Regions from separate parts of the Sus scrofa genome. Here regions 1 and 2 are each linked to region 3. Evidence: chromatin contacts called from public Hi-C data. All regions are on one chromosome and are shown on one strand. The core of a region is the stretch at or near the end of the contact, and the rest is flanking DNA. Distances in the headings are between cores, read along the strand shown. Region 1 overlaps TG (thyroglobulin). Region 2 has its middle 19 kb from the start of ST3GAL1. Region 3 holds the start of WISP1 (WNT1-inducible-signaling pathway protein 1).

Evidence for each region. Hi-C and Micro-C count contacts between places; a contact is called where the count stands out from the background.
Region 1: a Hi-C map of retroperitoneal adipose tissue shows a contact between it and region 3, with 3 times the contacts expected there. A contact is called at or near these places in 2 of 5 promoter capture datasets (fetal skeletal muscle and liver), 33 of 47 Hi-C or Micro-C datasets (adipocytes, adipose tissue, alveolar macrophages and 18 more) and 2 of 2 datasets of targeted methods (alveolar macrophages and skeletal muscle).
Region 2: a Hi-C map of retroperitoneal adipose tissue shows a contact between it and region 3, with 2.8 times the contacts expected there. A contact is called at or near these places in 3 of 5 promoter capture datasets (fetal liver, fetal skeletal muscle and liver), 37 of 47 Hi-C or Micro-C datasets (adipocytes, adipose tissue, alveolar macrophages and 18 more) and 2 of 2 datasets of targeted methods (alveolar macrophages and skeletal muscle).

What each region holds. Positions count from the first base shown.
Region 1 is chr4:8,358,926-8,362,341 of Sscrofa11.1, forward strand. TG (thyroglobulin) reads right to left here. Exons shown (of 50, transcript NM_001168418.1): 11 at 1,878-2,117. Among named protein-coding and RNA genes, the nearest start is that of TG, 22 kb to the right of the region's middle.
Region 2 is chr4:7,913,808-7,917,648 of Sscrofa11.1, forward strand. No RefSeq gene overlaps it. Among named protein-coding and RNA genes, the nearest start is that of ST3GAL1, 19 kb to the left of the region's middle.
Region 3 is chr4:8,109,597-8,112,970 of Sscrofa11.1, forward strand. WISP1 (WNT1-inducible-signaling pathway protein 1) reads right to left here and starts at 1,310. Exons shown (of 5, transcript XM_021088876.1): 1 at 920-1,310. The coding sequence starts at 1,000.

The sequences.
Region 1 (3,416 bases), core at 61-2,560, 250 kb after region 3:
CCGAGGAGGACAGAGGGACCCTGAGCAGCGGGCAGGCCCTCACCACACTGCCCTTTCAAAATAAAAATGTGAAAACAAAACCATTGGCTGGGAGTTCCCATGGTGGCTCAGTGGGTTAAGAACCTGACTGGTATCCATGAGGATGCGGGTTGGATCCCTCATTCAGTGGGTCAAAGGGTCCGGCATTGCCATGAGCTGCAACTAGGTCACCGATGTGGCTCTGATCTGGTGTTGCTGTGGCTGTGACCTAGGCCGGTAGCTGCAGCTCCAACTGGACCCCTGGCCTGGGAACCTCCATATGCCACAGGCGAGGCACTAAAAAGACAAACAAACAAACAAAAAAAAATGGTGGCTGAAGTTTGAATGAACTCTCATCTCATGGTGTCTTCTGGTGTGGGAATAACGTGCTCACTGCACGTCTCCCAGGCGCCAGGCCAGCTCCCTTCCCTCCCTGCTCCCCACCCCACCCCACCCCCCGCACCCCAGGCCCCGGGCACCGCTGCCATGTTCTGCTGGCCAAAGGCGCTCAGTCGCCTCAGTCTCTGTGCTGGGCCTTCAATCCCCAGACTCTCGGGGACCAGGAGGTCTGCCCAAAAGAACCCCCCAACTATGCAACAGCAGAGACGCCTCTGCTCATCTGGAGGGGTCCCAAGAAAAGTGGGAACCCGCGTCCTGTGCTAAAGACCCTTCCTAGTTTCCCAGTGGCCTGAGACAGGTGTCGTCAGAGCTGTGGCTCCGTGGAGGGAGGGGCGCTGCCTCCGCCCGACTTCTGAAGAAAATGGCATCGACACTCAGGGAGCCCTCTGGCACCAACAGCTCTCTCCCCGCTTCCTCTAAATTTCCCTCCGGAACCAACATGGTCACAACTCGGGGAACACGAGTCCCTCTTTGGCCCCTGGATTACGTCATGCCTGTCCACACACAGGTCTGCAGAAACTGCTTCCTCGCCAAAGGCGGAATCTCCTGGTCTCCGAGGAACAGAGAAAAGAGGTGCCCGGGGAGGGAAGGCGAGAGAGGAGAGACGACGAGGCGGGAAGGAGCAAGGGGATGCTTAACCAGCATTTCCTGGGTCCTGCTGTCTGCCAGGCACCAGGCCGGGCCCCAGGATATAAAGATAAGATGGGGTGCCTTGTCCCCCCGCCGCCCAAAGAGATGGCTGGAGAGGGAGGGGCAGGGAACAAAGATGGCACTGGGCTTAGGGGACCAAAGGCAAGCGAGAGCCAACGCCAAAGCGGCAGCAGGCCTGCCAGAGCTGTGAACTCAGGGACGAGGCTCCCACCTGTGGGTGTGGGTGCTCTGTCTCAGAACCCAGGTTGTGCGGGGAGCACGGCTGTGCTGCTCTGTGACTCAGGCCCAGAGACCCAGCCACAGAAGCAGCCAAGACCGCCACACAGCGGTGGGGAACTCAGGGAGGCTTGGGGATAAATGAATCGTGTGTCCTGCCAAGTTGTGGTGGGTCAGTGAGAAGACGGCAAGAGGCCTGGGTCCTGCTGCCCAGCAGGCTGCCCATGGAGGAGGACGAGCGGGAGATGAGAAAGACCTGGGCTCTGAGCCCAGCCACACTGGAGCAAAGGGGCAGTGGGCAGAGGCCTGGGGGCCAAACTACCAGCAGAATTCTTGGCTTCCTGGTGGGCTGCAGGCACCATCTGCAATACAAAACGTGGAGCCTGGCCCCACGGCTCTGCTGGAGGATCCGGGGGCATCCTGGAGAGGTGGGCAATATTCCTGCCTTGACCGGGACCACAAGATGCATTTGTCTTTTCTGGCGCCCATGGGCCCAGGGAAACCACAGTCCCGAAGATAATGGAAGAGGAACTAATTCCAGCTCTTGCTTCCCCCAAAGAAGGAATGAGAAACCAGAAGCAAGGGGCACTCACTGGACTGTGCTGCCAGTCGAATGGCATAATCGCTCCCGCTCAGAAACTTCTCCAAGAAAGTCTCCCGGGATGGGGAGAGTGGGGGAAGGGCCAGCTCCTCATCGGTCAGCCGGATTCCTTTGGCCGCTAGGAAACTCTCTCCCAGAGGAAACTGAGAACTGTTGGAAACCATGACAATCTCTTCTGCTTCCTTAATGAACTGCAGGACGCGAAGCTTCACTTCTTCACAAGAGCCAGGACCTGGGGAGTAAAGACGTGGCAGACCATGCGTGGCTCCTCTTGACCTTCGAAGTATGTGAGCACCCGTGCGCATGCATGCACACACACACACACATACACACACACATTTCTGCCTCCGCTGTTTCCTTCACCCCTGCACTTTCCACAACCTGGACTCTTGTTTCTGTTTTATCTCCACAACTGCCTTCACTCAACATTTATGGAGTACCTAATTTGTAAGAAGATTAATCTTAGCTAATGTTTATTCCATACCAGTACCAGGCAGGTCCTATGAACATTTACACAATCTAATTTAATCCATGCAATAGCCCAGTATGATATTATTCTTATCTGTGTGTTACAGATGACAGACTGAGTCATGGGAAGTCATAGAACTTCAACAAGCTCCTAGCTGGCAAGTAGCTGCTTCAGAATTCCAGTCTCGTCAGTATGACCCCAGAACCAACCATCCTGACCAGCTGCCTCAAATGGAAGGATGGACAGGTGGATGGATTAATGGATGATAGGGAGATAATGATAGATGGATGGGTAGATGGATGGGGGAATGGATGCATGGATGAGTGGATGGATGGATGAATGGATGGATGGGGGAATGGATGCATGGATGGATGGATGGATGCATGGATGGATGAATTGATGGATGGATGGGGGAATGGATGCATGAATGAATGGATGGATGAATGGATGGGAAATGGATGCATGGATGGATGGATGGATGGATGGGGGAATGGATGCATGGATGGATGACTGGATGGATGGATGGATGGATGGATGGATGGATGGATGGATAGATGGATGGATGGGGGAATGGATGCATGGATGAATGGATGGATGGATGACTGGATGGATGGATGGGGGAATGGATGGATGGATGGATGAATTGATGGATGGATGGGGGAATGGATGCATGGATGAATGGATGGATGGATGGATGGATGGGGGAATGGATGGATGGATGGATGAATTGATGGATGGATGGGGGAATGGATGCATGAATGAATGGATGGATGAATGGATGGGGAATGGATGCATGGATGGATGGATGGATGGATGGATGGATGGGGGAATGGATGCATGGATGAATGGATGGATGGATGGATGGATGGATGGATGGGGGAATGGATGCATGAATGAATGGATGGATGAATGGATGGGGAATGGATGGATGGATGGATGGATGGATGGATGGATGGGGGAATGGATGCATGGATGAATGGATGGATGGATGGATGGATGGGGGAATGGATGCATGGATGAATGGATGGATGGATGGATGGATGGATGGATGGGGGAATGGAT
Region 2 (3,841 bases), core at 239-2,738, 200 kb before region 3:
GCCTGCTTTGCTCTGAACCAAGCAGGGTGGAGGTGAGCCCCCACGGACTGGTCCCCCTGCCCTGGGAATGCCTGGTGCAGCCAGAAGTTTCACCCTGACCTTGGCCAAGGGATCGACCAGAACAACAAGAGACAGTGGCCACCAGAGGGTGCAATGGAATCACCTTCAGCCAGATTTTCAGCACCATTGGGTTGGGACCAAAGGGGCTGGAAAACCACAAGAGAAAACACACAAGTCCAGGTCAGAAGTAGAAAGATTTGGCACCAGAGAATATTAGGTCCACACCCTCCAGAGAAGGAAGGGCGTTGAGATCTCTGCCACTCAGCCAAGAGAAGTGAGTCAAGGGGGGAAAGCCTGGATGCAGCCGGAAAAGCTCAAACCCGAGCAAATGTCAACTGGCTAAAAAGCTTTGAATGGTGTCCCATTGCAAAGCTGGCCTCAGGCCTGGAACTCTGGGCCTCAGAACTTCACTAGCTTCAGATCTCCCTCTTCTTCTTTTTGGGGGGAAGAGGGGTGGCTTTTAGGGCCATACCCGCAGCATATGGAGGTTCCCAGGCTAGGGGTCCCATCAGAGCTGTAGCCACTGGCCTATGCCACAGCCACAGCATGCCAGATCTGAGCCACATCTGCGACCTACACCACGGCTCATAGCTCAGATCTTTAACCCACTAGGCGAGGCCAGGGATCTAACCAGTGTTTTCATGGAAACTAGTCAGATTCCTTTCTGCTGAGCCACGGTGGGAACTCCCAGACTCTTACTCTTTTTCTGAGACTCATAGCTTTGTAACCTATGTGTTACAAAGCCTGATCTCTTGGAACCTTAGTTTCTTTTCTTTCTTCTTCTTTTTGCTTTTTAGGGCAGCACCCATGGCATAGGGAGGTTCCCAGGCTGGGGGTGAAATTGGAGCTGCAGCTGCTGGCCTACACCACAGCCATAGCAACTTGGGATCCAACCCTCTTCTATGACCTACACCACAGCTCATGGTGACGTCAGATCTTTAACCCCCTGAGCAAGGCCAGGAATCGAACCCACAACCTCAGGGATACTCGCTGGATTCGTTTCTACTGAGCCACAACTGGACCTCTGGAACCTTAGTTTCTCAATCTGTAAAGTGGGTATTAAATGACAGAGTAGCTATAAAGCCAAGAAGGCAGCATCCCAGCCTCTGAGTCCTTTCTGTGTGCCAGGCTTTCGTGATGCATTTTCTCACTTCGTTCTCACAAGAGGCCTAAGGGTGAGATGGCGTTGCCACCTTCGTGGAAGGTCTGGGGCTCAGAGACCTTGGTTACTTGCTGCAGCCACACACTCTGTAAGGGATCAGGAGGATTCAAGGTCAGACCTGGCTCTGTCAGGCTAGTGCTGCGGCCACCAGTAAGCCCTACCTCCCAGTGACTTACAACCGAATAACAAGGTTTGTTCCCTGCAGTGTCACAGTCTGAGGGGTTTGGCAATCTCTCCCTGTGGTGACTTGGGTCCCCTAGCTGTTTTCATCTTGTGCCAACTCCAACTTCAATCGGTGGCCTTCAAGGTCACGGGCAAAGGGAGGGGGGGTGATGACTCACTAATTCTTTTTTTTTGTCTTTTTAGGGCCGTACCCGTGCCAGATGGAGGTTCCCGGGCTAGGGGGAGAATCGGAGCTACAACTGCCGGCCTGCACCACAGCCACAGCAAAGCCAGATCTGAGCCGCGTCTGCGACCTACATCCCGATGGATCCTTATGCCACTGAGCAAGACCAGGCATTGAACCTGCATCCTCGGGTTCATTTCTGCTGAGACGGGAAGTCTGACTCACTCATTCTTAACTCTCTCTGCCTGGAGTTGACACCCATAGCTTCCGCTCAAGGTCCAGGGGCCAGAGCTACCCACGTGGTCCCAACAAGGGGCGGGAGGCTGGGAGATGTGGTGGAGCATCTGGGATTCAGAGGGGCAGTGTCTCCACCCACGTCTTTCCCTGACGTCACCCACATCAAGGAGCTGGCTGGTGAGAGGCCCCCTGGTCCTGCCCTGGTGAGACCCGAGTCTGCCTGGGCCAAGGGCTCCATGCTGTGGGCTCAGGGAATGGCAGACGGACCAGCCCAGACCCTAGGGAGGGACCCCAGCCTAGGCTCCATCAATGCCTCCTGCTATCCGAAGGGCTGCAGTGTGGACCAGGAGCTGGGTGTGTTCCTGTGCTTATTCCCTTCGCCGGGCTCCTTCTGTGCAGATCCTTCTTCCACTGCGGACTCCCCAGTGAAGGCAGGAGCAGCCCTGTGTCCGACGGGGGGATTCTTCTAGAAGCCCTGAAGGAAGGCCTTCAGGTTACACATTCCTCACAGCCAGAGCTCTGTGATGGAAGAGGAGGGAAGGTGGGGGTGGTGGGTCAGGACCAGAAACAATGAGAGAGAAAAGCTGGCTGTCAGGGTTTCATTTAAACTTAGGTTTTCTAAAGAAATCTGAGCCCATAGAATTGTTCCAGAAATAGAGCTGTGACTGCAGGCACGTCCTGGAAACCCGACTTCCTGTTGCACACACGTGGCTTCCCTTTACCAGCTGAGCTTTCCGAATAAAGACGGAAAATGCACGGGCCAGCCTCTCCAGGTCCCGGTTGCGAAAGAGTCAGGCTTCCCCGTCCGATGCACGTAGGCTCGGCGGAGGGTGGGAAGCTGGGAAAGAGCCCAGCTGATCAGGAGATGCCTCTGGGCAGATTCTTCCCAGGGCACCGGGTCCCTGGGAAACCAGGTCCCTGCCCAGGGGGCCAAGGTCCTGCCCCAGCCCTGCCCTTGCCCTCCAGCTCGGCCACCTCTCCTTGCTGGGCTGTGGCGATTGCCTCCCTTCCTGCTGTGGCACTAGCTGGCTGGATGGGGGCAGGACGAACCCTCTGGCCCTCAGGAGAGTCATCTGCTACCCTCTCCGCTTTGGCTGGAGGACACATCCCCCTTCCCTTCTGACACCCACCTTCTCCCCCCACCCTGGCCCGTCTTGCCAGGCTTCCAGAGCCTTCTGCCCTCAGAACATGCTTTTCCAAGGACCTGTGTCTTGGCCTTCCTGTCCGCCTGGTCCCCTGGGCAGCTCTCAGTCAGAGATGGGGGAGGGGGGTCCTCTTATTCTCAGGCAGTGCCCAGGACAGGGCCTGGCAGCTGGCAAGTGCTCAGTCAGTGCTGGCTGAATGGACAAAGCATCACCTTAAAGATGCTTTGACGGGGGAGGTCCCGTCATGGTGCAGTGGAAACAAATCCAACGAGGAAACGTGAGGTTGCGGGTTCCATCCCTGGCCTCGCTCCATGGGTTAAGAATCCGGTGTTGCTGTGAGCTGTGGTGTAGGTTGCACATGCGGCTCGGATCTGGCGTTGCTGCAGCTGTGGTGTAGGCCGGCAGCTGTGGCTCCGATTGGACCCCTAGCCTGGGAACCTCCATGTGCGGCGGATGCGGCCTTAAAAAGAAAAAATAAAAATAAAAAGGTGCTGGCTGGATAAATAGTCAGGTAAATGCGAGAGATGCAGCAGAAGATGAAGGCTGAGGGGGGCGTAGTGGGAAGGTGAGAGAGTTGCCCCCCACCCCGTGGCATCATTCCCAACCCGCTGGAAAGCCATAGCACCAACCTGTCCCTCCTCTGACCCCAATTCTCTAGGCTACGAATTTGAGTGGCCAGGTCAATTTGAAGTGCCTCCTGCTGATGGAGCAACCCTCTCCCGATCTGACCCTCTGTGAGCCTCAGAGCCTGGGGTCTTGGTTGGCATGGAGGGGACCTTCCCAAGGCCGAAGACTCAGGTCAGCAGTTTTGAACTGAGACATCCCCTGGAAGGACACACCTGGGGTTGGGGGGGAGTGGACCCCACAGGGGGTACTTTGTGCTGGGAGTCA
Region 3 (3,374 bases), core at 60-2,559:
CCCAAGCCTCAGTTTCCTCATTCAGGAACGGGCACTTTGATCCCAAAGAAAGCGGTCGGTCCCAGGGAGTGGTGATAATCTGCCTCTTGCCATCCTCCCTCCGTCTGTCTCTCAGCCTTACTCCTGGCAGCCGGCCCCGGCCCCGGCTGTGGGATCTTGGATCCAGAAGCTCTTCGCAGCTGCCCACCTCCTGCCCGGCCTGTGCCTGCTCCACGCCCCGAGCCAGCAGGCGGGCTCTGTGCTGCCACGTGTCTTGCTCCCTGGCTTCTTGGGGGTGCAGGCTTTTCTCCCTTCCCCTCCGTGAGCCTGGGGATGGAGGTGGGGGAGAGACAACCCTCAGAGTCCCCCGAAACAGAGGGCTTCCTGAGCAGGACCTGAATGTGCCCGCTTCACAAACTGTAGAGGGCTGTGCCAGCCCAAGGCAGAGGCAGTCAGGATTAGAGAACCATCATAACCACTGTTTGTTCAAGGGAATGCTTTTGTTGAAAGCTGGCACTTCCCCTTCCAGCTTTTTTTGGCCTCTCCATCTCCCTTCCTTGTAGCCTCTCCGACGCATGGGGACTTGTTTTCCCAACTCAGAGACTCTAGAAATCTAGCAACAGTCTTCTTCACTTTATGCTGCTCAGAGAGGGTGAGTGACTAGCCCAAGGTCACACAGCCAGTCTGGGCAGATCTAGGTGTGGCGTCAAAGCCCCCTGGCTCTCAGATCCTCCTCCGAGCGAGCCCCTTTCTGCTGCATTTCAGGTGGGAAGGAGGGCGTGAAAGTCCTGTTTGTTTTGTTTGCTCACCCTCGCCCCTCAGTGGGCCCCCCCGGCCCCCCCCACCCGCCCGAGACATTCCAGCCTTTCTCATCCTGCCCCCCCACCGCAGCAGGACTGATGGAGAAGGGAGCTGGGTCCCCTCTCTGTGCAAGACTCACCGTGGCCAGGGCGCTGCCTGATGCTGCTGCTGCTGCTGCTGCTGTCACTGCCGCCAGCGTCCAGGGCAGGAACCACCTCATGCCTGGAAGTCAGGGGCAACGGCATCTAAGGAGCAGCCCGAGGATCCGGCCACCTCTCAGGGGAGCTGGGCGAGACTGACCTGTCCCATCAGGGGCGCCAGATACGCCTCTTCCCGCAGCCCTTGGGGGGTTTTATTAAAGCAAGATCTGACGTCAGGGTTAAGGACAAACCCTGCATTTGCCTCTGAAAAAAACTTTTCCTGCCTCTCTCTCTCTTTTTTCTTTCTTCCCTCTGTCCCCACCTCCAGCCCAGGCTTGGCCAGCCCCGGGCTCTGACAGCTCTTAAAGGGAAAGTTACAAGGCTAAGATTTCACACCGGGGGTAAATTCTCACAGAAGGAGCTGGGGTCAGGCTGCCTGGGCATTTCGCAAGAGTGAGGAGTGGGAGGGGGTGGGAGGGTGCAGGCGGAGGTGGAGGTACAGTTACAAGGGCGGGGGCTTTGAAAGCGCTCCCAGCAGAGAAAATCAACTCCCTCCCTGTCCCCCGGGGGTTTCTCCTACTTCTGGTTTGCAGTTGCCATTTCTCCCAGACTGCCAGCAAACAAGGATGAGGACGGCTTTTAGTCCTCTGATCTCGAAATGGCAGAAATTCACACATGAGCTCAGGGCTGGGGCTCCGGTTGCCATCATCACCTCCTGGACAAATTATTGTTCTGGTTTCCGATTTGCAAGAGTTCCCTCCCCTGCTTTTTAGCCTGATGCCCTTTGGTCCTGGACCTGTCTTCCTGAATCTGGGTGCGTTTCTTATCACTGCCAGGTTTGGGGTGCCTGGCCTTCACCCCCTGATGGACGTTTGCCCCTCTGATGAAAGGGTCTCCTCTGGGGTCTGGTCTGCCCTCATCCAGCCTCCCCATGCCCACGGGACCCTCAGCCACAGCCTCCTGCCCTTACTGTGCACACGTCTCAGAGCCACCAGGGCCCCATCCTTGGCAAATGGAGCTAAGATCGTGGCCCTCTCCTGGCTCCAGCCTCCCAAAGCCCACACTTTGACGTTGCCCGGAATCCCCAGTCCTGGCATGGCCTCCGAGGCCAGCTGCCTCTTCTCTTTCCACCAGTCTTCTCCTGCACCAGCCTTGGCCTCAGCGGCCTCCTTGCTGTTTCCCTTACACCCCAGCAACTTGCCATCTCTGGACCTAAGCGGGAACTCACTCCCCTGTGGTTTTTATAACAGTTACTCCTTCTCTTCCCTTTTCCTGTAACATGGACAAGGGGATGCTGAAGCCTGCACGGCTGCTTGGAGGGGGCGTATGATTGTAAGAGTGACCCCACGAGAGGTGACTTTGATGACCTTTCCATTCTTTGACATAGGGATGAGCCTCTCACCCAATTCCAGACAATGAGACAGAATGAGAAATCTGCTGGAAGCGCCTGGAAAGAATTCCATTCCTTGGGAGGAGAAAAAAAAAAAAAAAAGACTTCTCTACCCATTCTCTTTTTGCCTTGATGGCTGGAGCAGCAGCAGTCATTTTGAGCATTTAAGGCACAAACTGGAGAATGAAAAGCCAGCATGATGAGATGGTAGTGCAGAAGAAGGGCAAGAGCCTGGGTCCTTGGACCCTAAAGTGTTACTCCAATTGAACCTGGGCCTTCAGACATGCATGGAGTTTCCGCCATGGCTCAGTGGTTAACGAATCCCACTAGGAACCATGAGGTTGTGGGTTCGATCGCTGGTCTTGCCCAATTGGTTGAGGATCTGGTGTTGCTGTGGCTGTGGTGTAGGTCGCAGACGCAGCTTGGATCCTGCATTGCTGTGGCTGTGGCGTAGGCCGGCGGCTACAGTTCCGATTCGACCCCTAGTCTGGGAACCTCCATATGCCGTGGGAGCGGCCCTAGAAAAGGCAAAAAGACACACACACACATACTTCCCGTTGCATGAACTAATTCAATGATTTATGCCTAAACTGTGGGTTAAGAGTAATTTGTTCCTTGGAGCCAAGTGCCTCCTAATGAATATAAGGAATTTCTGGAGCTTGCGTAAAGCGGCCACAGAAATATTTGTTACATAGAAACTGCCTCATAAAAAGCAGTCCTCATTTAAGAGCACTTACTTGATGCTCTTAAAACGGATCCCATAAGATAAGCCCTGCAGAAAAGTGTCCTTTAGGAATCACCCAAGGACAGAGTTTCCTCTGTGGCACAGTGGGTTAAGGACCTGGTGTTGCTGTGTCAGATGTCGCAGTGACCACAGGGTCGATGGTATTATTCCACACCTCCTGGGGGAGGGGCACAGGAACCTAGAGATGCCAGGTGATGTTAAGATGTGCACTAGATTGGTGGCAGGCTGGGGCTGGAACCAAAGTCTTTGAACTTTTGTTCAAAGCCTGAACCCATCCAAGCCGGCTTGACCTGCGAAAGTCCTTCAAAGTTCTATGATG